Linked DNA regions of Mus musculus: region 1 is linked to region 2. Evidence: chromatin contacts called from public promoter capture Hi-C data. All regions are on one chromosome and are shown on one strand. Each heading gives the region's core, a stretch centred on a gene start, on an enhancer-like site or on the middle of the called end of the contact. The rest is flanking DNA. Distances are from core to core; before and after follow the strand shown.

The links. Capture Hi-C pulls out chosen DNA fragments and counts their contacts.
Region 1: a promoter capture Hi-C map of adipose tissue shows a contact between it and region 2. The contact joins the promoter of Mfap5 here to the promoter of Nanog in region 2. A contact is called at or near these places in 1 of 39 promoter capture datasets (embryonic stem cells), 1 of 115 datasets of contacts at active chromatin or transcription factors (embryonic stem cells) and 3 of 9 other capture datasets (adipose tissue, liver and pancreatic islet).

Annotation. Positions count from the first base shown.
Region 1 is chr6:122,511,594-122,515,289 of GRCm38.p6, reverse strand. Mfap5 (microfibrillar associated protein 5) reads right to left here and starts at 1,706. Exons shown (of 10, transcript NM_015776.3): 1 at 1,558-1,706; 2 at 890-949. The coding sequence starts at 947.
Region 2 is chr6:122,706,204-122,710,138 of GRCm38.p6, reverse strand. It overlaps Nanog (Nanog homeobox), which reads right to left and starts at 2,574. Exons shown (of 4, transcript NM_028016.3): 1 at 2,206-2,574. The coding sequence starts at 2,356. RefSeq lists promoters at 2,434-2,624, 2,540-2,766, 2,429-2,834, 2,497-2,878, 2,360-3,935, cis regulatory regions at 2,683-2,690, 2,776-2,781 and an enhancer at 2,701-2,738.

The sequences.
Region 1 (3,696 bases), core at 457-2,956, 190 kb after region 2:
GAGATGAACCAGAATACAATGGAGATATTGTTGCATATCGTCTTTGTGATTTGTCTTTGTCCCTATATATTTCCACACAAGAGCACAAGGCTATGCACAAAACTAACCAAGCATTAGAAACCACGCAACAAAGACAAGTTATGGAGCACAAAGCCCACTGTTGCTCTGCCCTGACTCAGGTCCCCCTCTTGATCTCATTCCCAAGAAGGGCCACAGAGGAACCCGGCAGGCTCTTTAGCGTGTCCTGCCCGGGCCCACAGCCCCTGAATCAGCTGCACCACTGGGCAAGCCAATTGTGGGATTGCATCTGGCAGAAAGAGGAGGGGGAATACAGTAGCGTTTCTTCAGCATCCAAGATTGCTTTCTATAGCCAATCCTTTAGCTGGATTCTATGCTACCTGCGACGACTGCACTCCTTTTGTGCGTACACGTAGCATATACTTCCATCATGTATGTAAATCTTTGTGCGTCCGCCGGAGCAAGTGTTAGGTGGTCTTTCCCTCAAGGGGCTTAAGGGGATCCAGTTTCCCGTATGGTGGTCTCTGTAGGTGTATGTAACTTCTTGTTCCTTTGGTATTTGCTGAGTCATATATCAATATGCAACTCTTTTCTAGGGATTAATAAGTGCTTGTATTGTAATTTCACATCATCTTAACCACCCTTAAGTCCGAGGCTAGCTCTCACCACCTGCAAACTCTCACCTTTGTGTCAACACAAGACATCTCTTGCCACGCCCCTTCAGTCTCAACCTCCCATCTAACCCATAGCCCAATGCCACGCCCCTTCACTCTCAGCCCCACCCCCATCTAACCCATAGATAACCCCATGGGCATGGAGAACCAAGAATCTGATGTGTTAGGGAAAGAAGAGTCAAGACAGAAAGACTCACCAGAGGGGATGCTGATTGCCAAGACAAGCAGCAAGGCCTTCTGCCCCAAGAACAGCATATCTAGGAGATGGGTGGAGGATGGGAGAGAAGCAGAGACCATGATGCCGAGAGATAGCAACATCTCACGTCTGGCTTGCATCCCCCTCTCCCATTTTCACTCCGGAAACCTTGCTTTCTTTGTACAGCTCAAACCCTTCCTTTTCTCTCATCCGACATTCATGTCCCTCTGACTGTCACGACCATCATTCTACAGAAAATATCTTTTTAAATTTGAGTTGTTTAGTTATGCTACCCAGGCTGGTCTTGAACTCCTGGACTCGCTTCACTTCCCCCACCCTCCACCCCTGCCACCCCACCGCCACCCCACTCTTCTCAATCCACCACCTTTTAGCTTGGAATGCAGGCATGTAACAAGGAGGGAGGACCTTTGGTATTCTAATTAAGGCATCCTTGGCCCTGCCCCATAGCCTCTTTCACTCCTAATATCTAAGCTACCTTTGGTGCATCTGTGTCTTTTCCAATATCATCTGCTGATCTCGGTGTTCCTTCTCCTTTGAGTTCCCCACATAATGGAGAGGGCTCAATTCTAAGTTAGGGACATTCTCCACCCTTTAGCACACACATGCACACACAGACATTCTCAATGTATAGTTTTGTAAACAACTCACTGTCTACAGAGCTGCGATCTGTCTGCCGGTGGCCTCTGGCTGCTGAGTGTGTCCGTCCTTCTCACGCTTCTCTGCTGTTCTACTTGGGCTGGAGAATAAGATGAACACAGCCACACCCTTGGAAAGACTTCACATTTGGCCTATTCTAAAACAATGAAGGGGGGGGGCAGAGCAAAGAGGGAGAGAGGGAGGAAGGAAGGGAGGGAGGGGAAGAGAGAGAGAGAGAGAGAGAGAGAGAGAGAGAGAGAGAGAGAGAGAGAGAGGCGTAGAAAGCAGTGTTACAATAAGGCTGGAATGAGAAGGGAGATGGGAATTTGCAGTCACTCACACCCTCATTCCAAAGGTTATGACCACACTGGAGAGGGAGCTCACTGCTCCCTCGAAGGGCCAGGGCCGGCCCAACATCTGCTCTCCTTTCATCAGTCCACTTTCCCTGTCACTGCTGGGCTCAGCTTGCCTTTCTGCCTCGGGTTCCTGTCCCCCCCAAGCATGCTCCCCCTAATCTCACTGGACTCTGTCTCTGTCTCTCTGTCTGTCTGTCTCTCTCTCTCTCTGGCATTCTTCTCTATTTGAATCATTACTCGTTTCCCTCTCTTCCCCTTTCTTCCCTCTTCCCCTGTGTCCACCCCTCCCTGCTTCCTCCTTTCCTTTGTATGAGTTAGGGTTGCCCAGGTTGGACAGGCTGACTGCAAACTCCCTATGCTGCTGGTGGTGTAAGGATGTGCTTGCATGTCTGATCCTCCTGCCTCTATTTCCCAGGCATGGGGCGCTTTGCCTAGTTTGTGGAGTGCTGGGGATTAAACCCAGGGCTCCATGCCGGCCAAACCAGCATCCTAATGAGATACATTGCAAGCCTCTGTCTTCCTGGCTGGCCTGGAGCTGGTCATATAGCCCAGGCTAGCCTCCAACTGTGGTTATCTTGAGCTTTCCATGTAGTGGGATTATAGGCTTACACTACCAAGTCCCTGGTCTTCGTGGGTTTGATATTTTATTTAGCACCTAATTTACAAGTTTCTACTAATACAACTTCGTGTTTAAAAGATTAAGAATCTTCCTTTTTACATTTGAACCATCCTAACACTAAACATCTTCTAAAAACAAAACAAAACAAAACAAAACTTTCACTTGAAAAACAACAATGAGAAGACAGCTGAAACAAACCAGAACTTCCTTTCATACAGGTAACATGAGGGCCTAATTCACTTTTCCTTTTAAAAGCTTCTGAAGACAGCAGGGTCTTTAATCTCAGCACTTGGGAAGCAGAGGCAGTTGGATTTCTGAGTTCAAAGCCAGCGTGGTCTACAGAGTGAGCTCCGGGACAGCCAGGGCTACACAGAGAAACCCTGTCTCAAAAACAAAACAAAACAAAACAAACAAAAAAGAGGGGTGGGGGGTGGGGGAAGGCCTTGGACTGAGCATGGCAAAGTGGCAGCACTCAGGAGGCAGAGGCAGGAGGATGTGAGGCCACCTTGGTCTGCTGTTGAAGTTTGGTCTGTTGCCGTGTATTGTAAATCTAAATTCTGTACCAAAAGGTTTAGGCCTATGAGTGGTGGCTTCTCCGGTTCACAAGCTTTTGTTGCGCAAACCTTGCTCCTTAATTTAAGACTTTTGGTTAAATAAAATTGGCTACAGTCAATTACTGGAGGGATTACAGGTAGGTGGGTTTGGGGTTACCTGGTTCGAGAAGAGAGGAGAGGCGAGGAGGAGAAGGAGGAGGAAGGACTGGGAGAGAGAAGGAGAGGGGAGATGGAACATGAGCACTTGGCCAGGAGAAACAGCAAGTATTTGGGGTACACCACTAGGGAGGTAGCCAGGTCTACCTAGTTAGAAGTGTCTTCCATGGTGGCCTTGTTTGGTGTGACTTAACTTTAGCTTTGCTTTCTCTTCCTCAAGAAGTGTTGTCAGGATGTGTGTCCTGGGATAGAGGGTTGTTTCTCTACAAACTTTTTTGTAGGCTGGATACTATCAGACATATCAATTTGTTTTCTTTTTTGAGACAGGGTCTTTCTACTCAGCCCTGGATGTCCTGGAACTCTCTAGGTAGACCAAACTGTTTTTGAACTCCCAGAGATCCTCTTGTCTCTGCTTCTCAAGTGCTGAGACTAAAGGTGTGCACCCCAATGATAGCACAGTAAATAT
Region 2 (3,935 bases), core at 1,325-3,824:
GATGGGAGAATTTGAGATCAGCCCGTCTCAACAAATAGAGACAGACAGACAAGACAGCACAAGAGCTTAGGCAGCAGAGGATCTAGTCTATGTTTGTGGTTTTCTTTTCTTTCTAAGGGATAGGGTCTCAGGTAGCCAAGGCTGGCCTGCTCTCTGGGTCCTACCTCTCTACCTTCTGAGTGGAGGTTTATCCAAAGACTCAGGTTTGGGGGGACTTTTATCTCGCCTAGATTTTTGCATGGTGCTGGGTGAATAGAATCCTGTTGGGACCTTTCATACTCTACTACCACTGAGTCAGCTATATCTATACATACATACATATATACATACATACATACATACATACATACACACACACACACACACACACACATTAACATTTAGGGATGAACTAATATTTATGAACAAAAAATGTCATGACGAAATCCATTATACTGAATGTTATCTAAGGAAATTTCCAGGGTTAAATCACTTGTTGTTAGGAATGCACAGTCCTGAGTTTAGACACCCCCCACCCCCAATTTTTTTTTAAAGGTATATTTTAAAATGATCCCACTGGGGCTGGTGAGATGGCTCAGTGGGTAAGAGCATCCAACGGCTCAGTGGGTAAGAGCACCCAACTGCTCTTCCGAAGGTCTGGAGTTCAAATCCCAGCAACCATATGGTGGCTCACAACCATCTGTAACAAGATCTGACGCCCTCTTCTGGAGTGTCTGAAGACAACTACAGTGTACTTACATATAATAAATAAATCTTTAAAAAAATAAATAAATAAAAATATCCCACCATCTTTTCTGCTAGTACAAGAGCAGCCAGTCAGAGGGTCCAGTTAATTATTAATTACTAGAGTAAAATTTCGGTTAACCAAATTCGTTTCTCTTATCCTTGACCCTCTAGCTCTTCGGTTAGCTTTTTTGTTTTTTTCCAGGGCCTTCAGCAAGAGACAAGTGCTCCTCCACCAAGCTTTGCCCCAACATTTCCTAGATCCAGCAGCAGGTAGAAGACACCTCCTACACTGAAGACATCTGTGCTCCACGCTGATGGCAATGCTGAGGTTAGCCTGCAGTCTAGCAAATAAGTAGACAGCCCTGAAAGCAGCTTCTAAATGGAAAATTATGCCATCTGCTGGCACTAGGGGCACGCACTACAAACACACATGCTCTACACACATGCTCTAAAAACACACATCACTTACAAAGGCTATCCCCACCCGTTCATTCCTAACCCAGCACTTTTCCCACCTCCAAAATCAAAAATTGAGGGAGGCAGAGGCAGAGGCAGGCGGATTTCTGAGTTTGAGGCCAGCCTGGTCTACAAAGTGAGTTCCAGGACAGCCAGGGCTACACAGAGAAACCCTGTCTCGAAAAAACAAAAAAAAACAAACAAAAAAAAAATCAAAAATTGAACCCATAAATCAGAAAAATCAAGATGACAGACATTAACTTAAAAGCTCAGAAAAAAGGGGACACACACTTCCTAGCGCTCCACACACCCAAGCACCGCTGCACACACCCGAGCATCACTGCACACACCCGAGCATCGCTGCACACACCCGAGCATCACAACACGCACCTGAGCACCGTGGCACACACAGCCTAGCAGCCTCTTGGTTCTACCATTTACAAGCCTGAGTACTGGGCTGACTCTGTACAGACAATGAGCTTCAGACCTTGGCTCCAGATGCTAGCTATAAGAATGAATGACTTAAACTGTGTACACTTGTTTGGGGTTTGGAAGGAGCACTGAGCTCACAAACCCAGAACTGCTAAGTGACATCCATATTCCCAAAGGTTGAGAGAAATGCTAACTGCTTCTGCTGGAGAAAACGGCCATTTGGGCAAATTGCAAACTAACTGTATAACCTCACCAAAAAAATGGGGTGCTCATTCCAAGCTAGGATGTTAGGTCTCCCTGCTACTGAAGACACCACTCACTGCCCCCGAACATATTCCAAAGAGCCCAAATATTTAGGTTCTCAAATACACACAAGAGCCTTATATTGCTCCGTCCTGTGTCCCGGATCTCTATTTCAGACTAGAAGGCCAACGTATCACCGGTCAAACTCAGAGGGGTTTCCAGAAGAGTGATAAGGACACCCGCTTATGTTAATGACTACTACGGTTCATAAAGAAGCAATAACCCTTCAGCCCGTTTTTTCTACTCTTACCCTAATTTACTGGGTTCTTCGGGGACTGAATTCCTTACCAGCCTCTGTGCAGAGCATCTCAGTAGCAGACCCTTGTAAGCAAGAATAGTTCTCGGGATGAAAAACTGCAGGCATTGATGAGGCGTTCCCAGAATTCGATGCTTCCTCAGAACTAGGCAAACTGTGGGGACCAGGAAGACCCACACTCATGTCAGTGTGATGGCGAGGGAAGGGATTTCTGAAAAGGTTTTAGGCAACAACCAAAAAACTCAGTGTCTAGAAGGAAAGATCATAGAAAGAAGAGTTAAATGTCTAATGCAAAATTATCAAGAAGTCAGAAGGAAGTGAGCCGCAGCCTTCCCACAGAAAGAGCAAGACACCAACCAAATCAGCCTATCTGAAGGCCAACGGCTCAAGGCGATAGATTTAAAGGGTAGGTCCTGCTCCTCCCCCCTCAAGCCTCCTACCCTACCCACCCCCTATTCTCCCAGGCACCCAGGCGGCACCCACGCCCCACCAGCCCTGTGAATTCACAGTTAATCCCACCTGCAGGGTCCACCATGGACATTGTAATGCAAAAGAAGCTGTAAGGTGACCCAGACTGGGAGGGAGGGAAAGCTTAGGGGGCATCCTCTGATCTAAAGACATCCCCCCCCCCCAAAAAGAGGCTTTACCTCATTTCACTTTATTCATCTTTTAACCACGGCTGCACCTCCAGACCCTGGCGATCTCTAGTGGGAAGTTTCAGGTCAAGTGGGGGATCTGAGTTTCCTCTTCCATTCTTTCTACAGACATGAAAGAGTCAGACCTTGCTGCCAAAGTCTCTGTTTATACACGGCTTTCCTTTCAGCACTCAGCGTTTCTTGCTTGCTCTTCACATTGGGAAACCTGGGGAAATCTTCCCTCCAAAAGTGCGGCTTTTTAACGCAAGTCTGAAGAAAGAGCCTGTGTCCTGCTTAAGACTCGGGCTACCTTAGTAAGTTGGTCCATGCTTTGGTTTTGAGACAGGTTTTTCTCTGTTGCCTTGAGTAGCTTATACTCAGTATGTAGACCAGGCTTGTCTACCACCATGCCCAATTTAAGGAGTGTTTAAATTAATGTAGAGGCCTTCTGTTTTGTTTTGAGACAAGTTCTCACTGTAAAACCTAGGCTGGCTTCAGACTTACTGCAATCCCAAGTGCCTCAGCCGTCTAAGCAATGGAAGAAGAAATTTATCGTATTTCAAATTTGGTTTTGGTCATTTCTTTGAGATAGAGTTTCACGTACCCGAGACTGGCCTCACAGTCTATTGCTCTAGCTGGTCCCAAACTCCTGATCTTCCTATTTCCACATCCCAAGTTCAAAGTTTGCCGATCAGTCCTTGTGCTCACAGATAAGTGAGTGAAAGCACTCTAACCCAGCTTAAGTCGGCTTCTGTGTATAAGCAGAGAGGGAAGGGCCGTCCTCTCGTAACATCTCCCATGTGAAGACTCTACCACAGTGAGTATTGGTAGGAGTGGTTCTTCCTGGGTTTTATTCTACAAAAGACTAAGCTTGAATGGCTCTTTTTGGTTTGGGGTTTTTTTTGGGGGGGGCGGGGCGGAGCGCGGGGGTTGGTGGTGTTTGTTTGAGTTTTGTTATTATTCTAGGCAGGGTTTCTCTGTGTAGCCCTGGCTGTCCTGGGACTTGCTCTGTAGAACAAGCTGGCTTCCAACTCACAGAGAGCCAACTGCCTCTGCCTCCCATGTGCTGGCATTAAAGGCCTGTATGTGCCACCACTGCCGCCATGGCCACCACAGCCACCATACTA